Regions from separate parts of the Mus musculus genome. Here region 1 is linked to region 2. A link is a contact called in public ChIA-PET data. All regions are on one chromosome and are shown on one strand. Each heading gives the region's core, a stretch centred on a gene start, on an enhancer-like site or on the middle of the called end of the contact. The rest is flanking DNA. Distances are from core to core; before and after follow the strand shown.

Region 1 (4,196 bases), core at 1,357-3,856, 240 kb before region 2:
CACGTTACCAGGTTGGTCCGTGGGCAGGTCTGCGAGGGCCAAACCAAGAGGAATGTTAACCAATGCAGAAGGGCCTAGCCACAAGACAGGTGTCCTGGGCCGTATGAGAAAGCTGGCTAAGCATGAGTCTGGGAGAAGCCAGAGAGTGTGCCAGCAACTAGGTTCTTCTGTGGTTCCTGCCTTCAGTTCCTGCCCTGACAACTGTCTCACAAAGATGGTCTGTGACCTGGCAGTGTAAGAAAAAATAAACTTCTGCTCCCTAGCATGCGTTTACTCCTGGTATTCTCCATAACGACAAAATGAAGCTGGGAGGACAAATAACCCTGATTCTTTCTTTCTTTAATGACCAAGCACTACATTTTGGCAAAGCGTGCACTGGTTTTCACAGGTTCAGTTAGGTTAGGTTTAAAAACGAGCACAGGATCCCTAGTGTTCTTGTGAACGGACTGAGATAAAAGTCAGAATTTGGGGGCCCACGGAGTCACTGCCTATAGCAGCTGCCTTCTTTTGAAAGTTCATCTTCCCTATGCATATTACAACTCTTTTTAAAATATGATTTATTTTTGAGACAGGGTCTTACTGTTGCCCAGGCTGGCTTCAAACGTGAGATCCTGTCTTAGCTTCCTTGAGTACGGGTCCCATAGGTCGGCCTCACCACACCCGTCTTACAACTCTTTCTAGATCATCCAGCTACTTTGAGGTTATCTTCACCCACTTGGAAGAAAGTTGTCAAGCAACTCCTCACCATCCCAGAGCTAGATCCCTAAAGCAATCACTATCTGGACTCTGAGGCCTGGATTTGCTCTGTGGAGAACAGGTCACTAATGCTATTAATTATTATTAATTAATTTAATTATTAAGGCTTTATTAATTATTATTTTTCATGTTTATGGCTTATTTGCCTGCATGTATGTCTACATAATACGTGTGTGCCTGGTGCTCTCAGAGGCCAGAAGAGGGCATTGGCTTTGCCAGAACTGGAATTACAGATGGTTGTAAGACACTATGTGGTTGCTGGAAATCAGGTCATCTGGAAGAAGTCACTGCTCTTAAACACATCTCTCCAACCCCTGCCGTCTGATTTTTAAGAAAGTTAAAATTTAGGGCCTGAGATATAATTCGGTGGTAGAGTGCTTGACTAATATGTGCAAAGTCCTAGGGTCAGTCACTAGTATTGCTTTTATGACTTATTCTTTCTTTGAGTAATTAAAAGACATGGTCTCTCTACATAGCCCTGGCTATCCTGAAACTCACTAGGTAGCCCAGGCTGGTCTCAGACTCGCAGAAGTCGACATGCTCCTGCCTCCAAGTGCTGGGATTACAGATGTGAGCCACCACATCTGGCGCTACGATGCCAAATCTCACCAAAATAACAAATAACATTTTAAGCATACTGCCAACAAAAATAACAGGGAGTATGATTAACATATTCCAAGTCCACACAGAGTGCTCTGTATAAATTACAGCGCCTGGGATCCTTACACTGAAGTTGGATGGAACAGCAGTGACTTTGCACTTGGAAGACAGTCACGTCACTTCTGCTTAATCTCTACAGGCAAGGGAAGCAAGGCCCGCTGTACCTTGAACTGCTAGGCGAAGGCAATAACCAGCTCAATGAGTTTTCTCTTTGCCAAATGGCAAAAATGGCCAGTTGAAGACTGATCCTTAATAAATATAAACCAACCAACCAACCAACCAACAAACAAACAAACAAAAGCCCATTCGATCTGAATCACAGTGATTTGTTCCCATCAGGGTCCAGTTTGCCCTTCATAAAGTGTTCTGCCAGTAATTCTGAGAAAGCAATCGGTGTTAAGGGGCCAAGAATCCACTAATGTCTACAAAGCACGCGATGCCAGGGGTCAAGCAGGCTAATCCATGAACCAGTAAGTAGAAAACCAACACTATTACTTTGGTAAAAGTTAAGCAATCATACATTAATTATTAAGCAATGGCTCTAACAGACCTTAGTGATACCCAACTGGAACAAAATAAGTAAATATAAACCAGGCAGAGGGCAGGAGCAGCTACGGTGTTAATAAGTTTATCTCTTGAGCAATTTTGGTGTCATCTCTGATTAAGAATACACCTCTGCTCACAGACTTCTGGAACGTGCACATGATGTGGGGTGCAAAACCACAGAGTTATAAAATCAGAGGGCACAGGAGCACGACACTGTACCCAAAAGCCTGTTTTTTTTCCAACTTTACACTCTCCAAGTTACCCGCGTCCCAGCAGCCTTTGCGTAGCTTGCCTCCAATCAGCGGGAAGCCCCGGCGAGGGCGGGGAGGCGCGGTGGGGCCACGCCCCCTCCTCGCCTGGTCTCTGCAGTCACCCTCCAGATGTGCCATCCCCTCCATACCGGACTGAGCTGTATCGCTACCCTAGTGGAGGACAAAACCAAGGCGAGCATCCTCAGAGATTGGGTTTCTTACCTGCTTCGCATAGGACGCGGCCTCCGGCTCGTCCCGCCTCCTGCTGATGGCGGAGTCCGGAAAAGACTGACTGGAGAATGGGCGTGCTTACATGATCGCCTCACCAAGGACTGACTTCTTGTCCCGCCCCTTCTCCCCTTTGCTTAAATCCGTTGGGCTGCCCTCCTGTCTGTCAGAAGCGGGTGTCACCAACAACAACTCTTAGGCTAGTGAAGCTGTGAGCTGCGAGAGTGCCTTGAAGTAACTTTAGGTGGAAGATGCCAGAAAGTAACTCCGCAGAGGGTAGCGACAGAAGCGAGGAGCAGGTGTCTGGTGCTAAAGTCATCGCCCAGGCTCTAAAAACTCAAGTACGATGGATCCCTCGGGTGTGAAAGGCTCTACAGAAGCAGACGGGGACCTCGCGTTGTCCTAGAGACGGAGGGCAAGGAGGCGGGGGCGGGGGTCCTGTAGGTCTTTCCTTTGGACCCCCCGGGAGGGCAAGAAGGCTGGGTCACCTGATGATAGTTGTTTGTTGCCCCTTTTCCCTCCTACCCTCAGGATGTGGAGTACATGTTCGGTGTCGTAGGCATCCCCGTGACCGAAATCGCCCTTGCTGCCCAGGAACTGGGCATCAAGTACATTGGGATGCGGAATGAGCAAGCGGTGAGTCTTGACACAGGGACCAAATGGCAGCCATTCGATGCACACAGCGTCCCATCGTTTCTAAAGCATTGCACGTACCACTGTTAATCCTCCTTGACAGGAAAATGAGAAGAGAGAGACTAAGTTAAACTTGCCCAACGCGAGTCATTTGGTAGTGGCATTTGAACTCAGGTATTCTGAGTTTGGAGCTATGCTTATACCTTTCTACCGTAGTGTACTCTGCCACATCCAAATATCAGAATCGAAAGGGGTAGTCTTACTTCACTACTAGACTGTTAGTTCTAGCAGAGAAGGCATATTGATTCATCGCTAGGTAAGTGTATTGCCAGCATCTGATGTAGTTCCTGTACATGACAGGTGTCAGAGAGTGATTAGTGATTGAAGGCCAGGACTCATGCAACATAAAGTGGAAGACATTATAGACGGCAGTGCCGTCATTGGAACTCAGGGCTCTCAAACCCCAGTTTGGTGCTTTCCCTCAGCATTATGCCTCCCTCCTTTGGGGTCTTACCTGGGAGAGGGAAAACCAAAGGACATTTTATGAACCCACTTAAAGTATTTTCTCTGGCAGCCCAGGATTACCCTCTCTTAGCAATCCAGGCAAAAATATCAAGTATCTGGTGCAGATGAAGTGGTTCAGTGAAGTTCTACAAAGCCACGTAACCTCATAACCTGAGTGTAATCTCCAGGGCCTGTATGGAAAAATGAAGGCGGTTTCTGATTTATGATTCATGTTGTCCTTGGACCTACACACACACACACAGGCTGAGTTAAATTGTTTTGGACCTACACACACACACAGACAGGCGCTCTCTCTCTCTGTCTCTCTGTCTCTCTGTCTCTCTGTCTCTCTGTCTCTCTCTCTCTCTCTCTCTCACACACACACACACACACACACACAAATAATTTAAAAGATTAAGAATTGGGGCTGAAGACTTAGCTCAGCAGTTCATAGTACTTGTTGCTCTTTCAGAGACCAGGATTTGATTTCTGGCATCCACGTGGTGGCTCCCGACCTCCCATAACTCTGGTTCCAAAGGATCTAACGATTTCTTCTGACCTTCATGGGTGGCACACACGATTCACACCCCCCCCCCACACACACACAGCTGTCCCTTC
Region 2 (3,840 bases), core at 514-3,013:
TTGCAGACTTTATTTTGCAAATATGATTTTGGATGACTCACTTCCAAAGGCCACGTCTTAGATGCAAGCCCTCGTGGCTTACGTATGCTGTTGGGGCGGCCTTTCCCGAGCCTAGCCCATCTCCTGGTGCCCCCACATCTCCTCAGCACCTCCCAGCCCAGCTATCTTATCAAAGTCAGTTGTCCTGATAGCTCACCCAGAGGTGACAGTGATCTTATGTGCTCTGTGGCTGGGTCATGGTGCCTGGCATGTGGCCAGACACTACAGGGGTTTCCATAAGGGTGCTATGCGACTGGTACCTGAACAGAGCAGAGAGACCTTCCTGGAACAAAAGGTCACTGTGCAGATTTGAATCGCATCCCTGTCTCTTCCCCGGGACTCCACTTCCCTCTATAGAATTTAGGCCTGCCTGGCTCCATGCTCACAGGAGTACCTTAAGATCAGTTGTTCACAGGTCTGCAAGATAGATCAGCCAGGTGCCAAGCCTGAGGGCCGGGGTTTGATCCCCAGGATCCATGTGGTGGAAGGAAGCAACTTGTCCTTGAACACCCACATCATTCCATCCCACACTCAACCCAGGTAGGACAAAAGAAAATCAGTGGTGTGAATCTGTGCGGGCTACACGGATCCTGTGCCCTCTGAATCTGCAGGCTACACAGATCTTGTTCCCTGGGGAACCCTGACTGTGGAGTACTTCGTTCCTGTGTCCAGTGTTAGGCCTCAGAGGCAAACCCTGAGCAAGAGGCCTTCAAGCCTGGCTGCCCTGACCAATCCAGCTGCCCTTCTCTGACTCAGTGATGTCCTTCAGCGTGCCCTTCCTCTGCCAGACCAGTTGTGACAATGTGGAGTTGTTCCCACAGTTACTGAATAGTCACGGGATGTTCTACGTCATTTCAAATTCTGTTGCCTTTCCTCCCAAGACCAACGAGCTCTGTGGGGTTTACAGAAATTTTAGAACTTTGGATCAGAGGTACTTACTAATAAAATCTGTGTAATAGGATTATATAATGTAATCTGAAAGTGTCTAAGATCAGAAACAAGGTGGTTCCAAGGCTTGCTTCAGGTGAGGGATGCTCAGCTTGTGCTTGAGTGAATCCAGCTGTGCCGGCTCAGAGGCGAGACTGGAGGTGAGAGCTTGACCCTTCAGTGAGCTAAGTGCACCAGGAAACTGACAGAGCCAAATGAGCCAGGGAAACCCTAAATGCTGGAGCAGGCAGGCATGGGAAGTCAGGGTCCCTGGCTGATGTGGCTTTGGAATGACCCAGGTTTCTAGATGCAGATATCTGCAGTCCCCGTGATGGGACTCAGTGTCTCCAAGGTGTTTACAAGATTATTAAGAAAACAACCAAGTAGCAGAATCATTCAAGATATTGGTTGCCAGTAAGTTTGGCAGTTTTTCTTTCTTAGGGAGAGGGAGAGGTGTCTGTGGTGTGTGTGTGTGTGTGTGTGTGTGTGTGTGTGTGTGTGTGTGTGTGTGTAGGTCAGAAGACAACTCTTAGGGGCCGGCATTCTTTATACCACTTGAGTCCTGGGGATCAAACTCAGACCATCAAGTCCCACCACCACCATCAGTGTCTCTGCCTCCTGACCATCTCACTGCATAGGTCCTGATAAGTCAGTTTATTAAGAGTCAATTTGGGCTTCTGCGTTGGTGGCTTCAGCTTCCTGCTCAAAGCTGCTTGAAGTAGTTTTAGCAGTCTCAGAGTCTACGTCATGCAGTGGCTTGTTGATTCTCAGGGTTAGAACTTTCCCCACAATGGTTTTCTTGTAGTGTTTTTGTGGGTGGGGAGGAGGGGTGTGGGGGTGAAGACTGAGTCTCACTGTGTAGGCCAGGGTGGCCTCAAACTCACAGAGATCTGCCCGCTCTGTATCCCAAGTGCTGGAATTGATTAAAAGTGCATGCCACCATGCCTGGACTCCTGGAGTGAAGCTCAAGGTCTTGCTGAGATGAGAGCTAATCCTTTAGTTTTCTGTGGATTGGATAGGATCGATCAGTTTCTTTATGCCTCTCGGCAGAGCAGTATCCATCTTTCTGCAGACTTCTCTTTGCACCCAGTAAACAACATTTTGATTTGGTGAACCACCCACTTGGGTTCCACCGCGTCTTTCTGTATTTTGGAAAACCATGGCGGCAGGCGATGTGGCTTCCTGGCCAGGATGGAATAGCAATAGCGGTGAAACAGGATGGAGGGGTGGGGTGGAGCTCGCCTGCAGCACCACAGCCTCACCTCAGGTTGTTTTCAAAGTTGGTCACACATATGCCGCCATATGGTAAAAACCACAGAAATGTGCACCTATGATTTCCAAGAGGTTCGAGTGTCCCCCAGGGCTGTTTCCTGAAGTCTCTGGGATCGGGGTTATCCTCTAGCTCGGGAAAGATGAGGTTCAGTGAGGGATAAGCTGGGGCTGGAGAGGCGGCATCGCCGTGGTCACTTGGTGCGTACTGCCAGTGGATCATTCCGGTGCTTTCCCACCGTCCTTCTCTGGATACTTCGAGAATAAATGCACACACAGAGACATTGATTCTATTGTGTGAGCCACAGGAGAGCCCAGAGAATCACAAATGCCTTAAAATAAGTGGCCACAAGGGAGTTGTTTACAGCGTGGCTTATAGGTGGGTACCTTAATTAAACAAATATTTCTTACACACTGGCAGCCTTCTAGATATGGAGAGAAAAAAACCACAGCAGCAGGGCTGAAGGAATCGATTGGCCCAGTGGCTAAGAGTGCTCTTGTCATGAGTATGGAGCTCACAACTGCTGTAACTCTGTCCAGCTCCAGGGGATCTGAGAGGCCTTCTTCCATACTCTCAGGGCACCCAGACATATCTCTCTCTGTCTGTCTCTCTCTCTCTGTATATCTCTCTGCCTCTGTCTCTCTCTCTCTCTAACACACACACACACACACACACACACACACACACACACACCTGCGGGTGAGCGCATGTCAAAACGAAAGTGTGCCCTGCTGTGAATGAATTAGGGGCTGGCATGTACTAGACTTGACTGTCCTGAGCTCTTGGGCTCTGGCCACCTTTCACCCAGTTAGTTGTGTTGCTTCTGTAACTTTGAGTTGTCCTTCAGTCTCTTCCCATCACGTTCTCCCTTCACGCTTTTCCTGGCATGGAGGAACCTTGGACAGACCGGGGAGGCACCCTGAGCCTCCATCACAGGGTGAGTTGATGTTTGCAGAGGTCATTTTGTATAGACCAATGAGTCTATCCTCTGCCCCTGCAACCCTTGGGGGTTAAGTCACTGTAGCCCAGAGCTACAGGAGGTTGGAGCCTGGCCAGGACAGACATTCTCCAGTTCCCACAAGCCTCTGCCTAGTGCGGAAGGGGTCATGGCCAGCCACCCACTCTGGCTTTCTGAGTACTTCTTGTCACAAAGGCATGGGAGCGTATCAGTGGCTTCTGAACTTACATTAGCATGGTGGAAAGCAGGCTCCAGGCGGTCGTAAGGAACACATGAGATTGACTCAAGCCTGGTGTGGGTCGGGATGTTTGTATAGGCTGGTGGGGTGCCGAATACTCTGACTGGTACCCCGTTTCTGAATGCTGGCCTCTGTGACGAGCTTGGTGTCTCTTTATAACATAGTGGAGTTTGTGATCACGTATTGTTCTGGGAATGGTGGGTGGCTTGTGAGTATCGTGCCAGCACAGCCTGACTGTCGCCTTCTTGAGCACAGTGAGAACTCGGGACAGCTCCTTCTGGGTCTGGCTCCCAGAGGCGGGGGGAGGAGGGGTGGGGAAGAATGATGAATATAAAGGAGGGGCGGGCAAGTTGGAGGGACCTGTGGTCACCTGTGCTAGGTGCCATGATGTTGATATAACTGTGCTCA

What was found. ChIA-PET counts read pairs in DNA pulled down with a chosen protein or histone mark.
Region 1: a contact with region 2 is called in an RNA polymerase II ChIA-PET map of memory CD8 T cells, with 5 read pairs. The contact joins the promoter of Hacl1 here to the enhancer-like site in region 2. A contact is called at or near these places in 2 of 115 datasets of contacts at active chromatin or transcription factors (cardiomyocytes and memory CD8 T cells).

Annotation. Positions count from the first base shown.
Region 1 is chr14:31,639,375-31,643,570 of GRCm38.p6, reverse strand. It overlaps Hacl1 (2-hydroxyacyl-CoA lyase 1), which reads left to right and starts at 2,606. Exons shown (of 17, transcript NM_019975.3): 1 at 2,606-2,782; 2 at 2,973-3,077. The coding sequence starts at 2,693. Btd (biotinidase) reads right to left here and starts at 2,514. Exons shown (of 4, transcript NM_025295.4): 1 at 2,436-2,514. The coding sequence starts at 2,446.
Region 2 is chr14:31,397,349-31,401,188 of GRCm38.p6, reverse strand. All of the region lies in intron 3 of Sh3bp5 (SH3-domain binding protein 5 (BTK-associated)), which reads left to right. Among named protein-coding and RNA genes, the nearest start is that of Gm35907, 36 kb to the left of the region's middle. Within about 2 kb of position 1,763, at least 55 of the 459 cell types and tissues checked have an H3K27ac peak or open chromatin away from gene starts, as enhancers often do. A contact at or near this core is called in memory CD8 T cells, where this site is marked.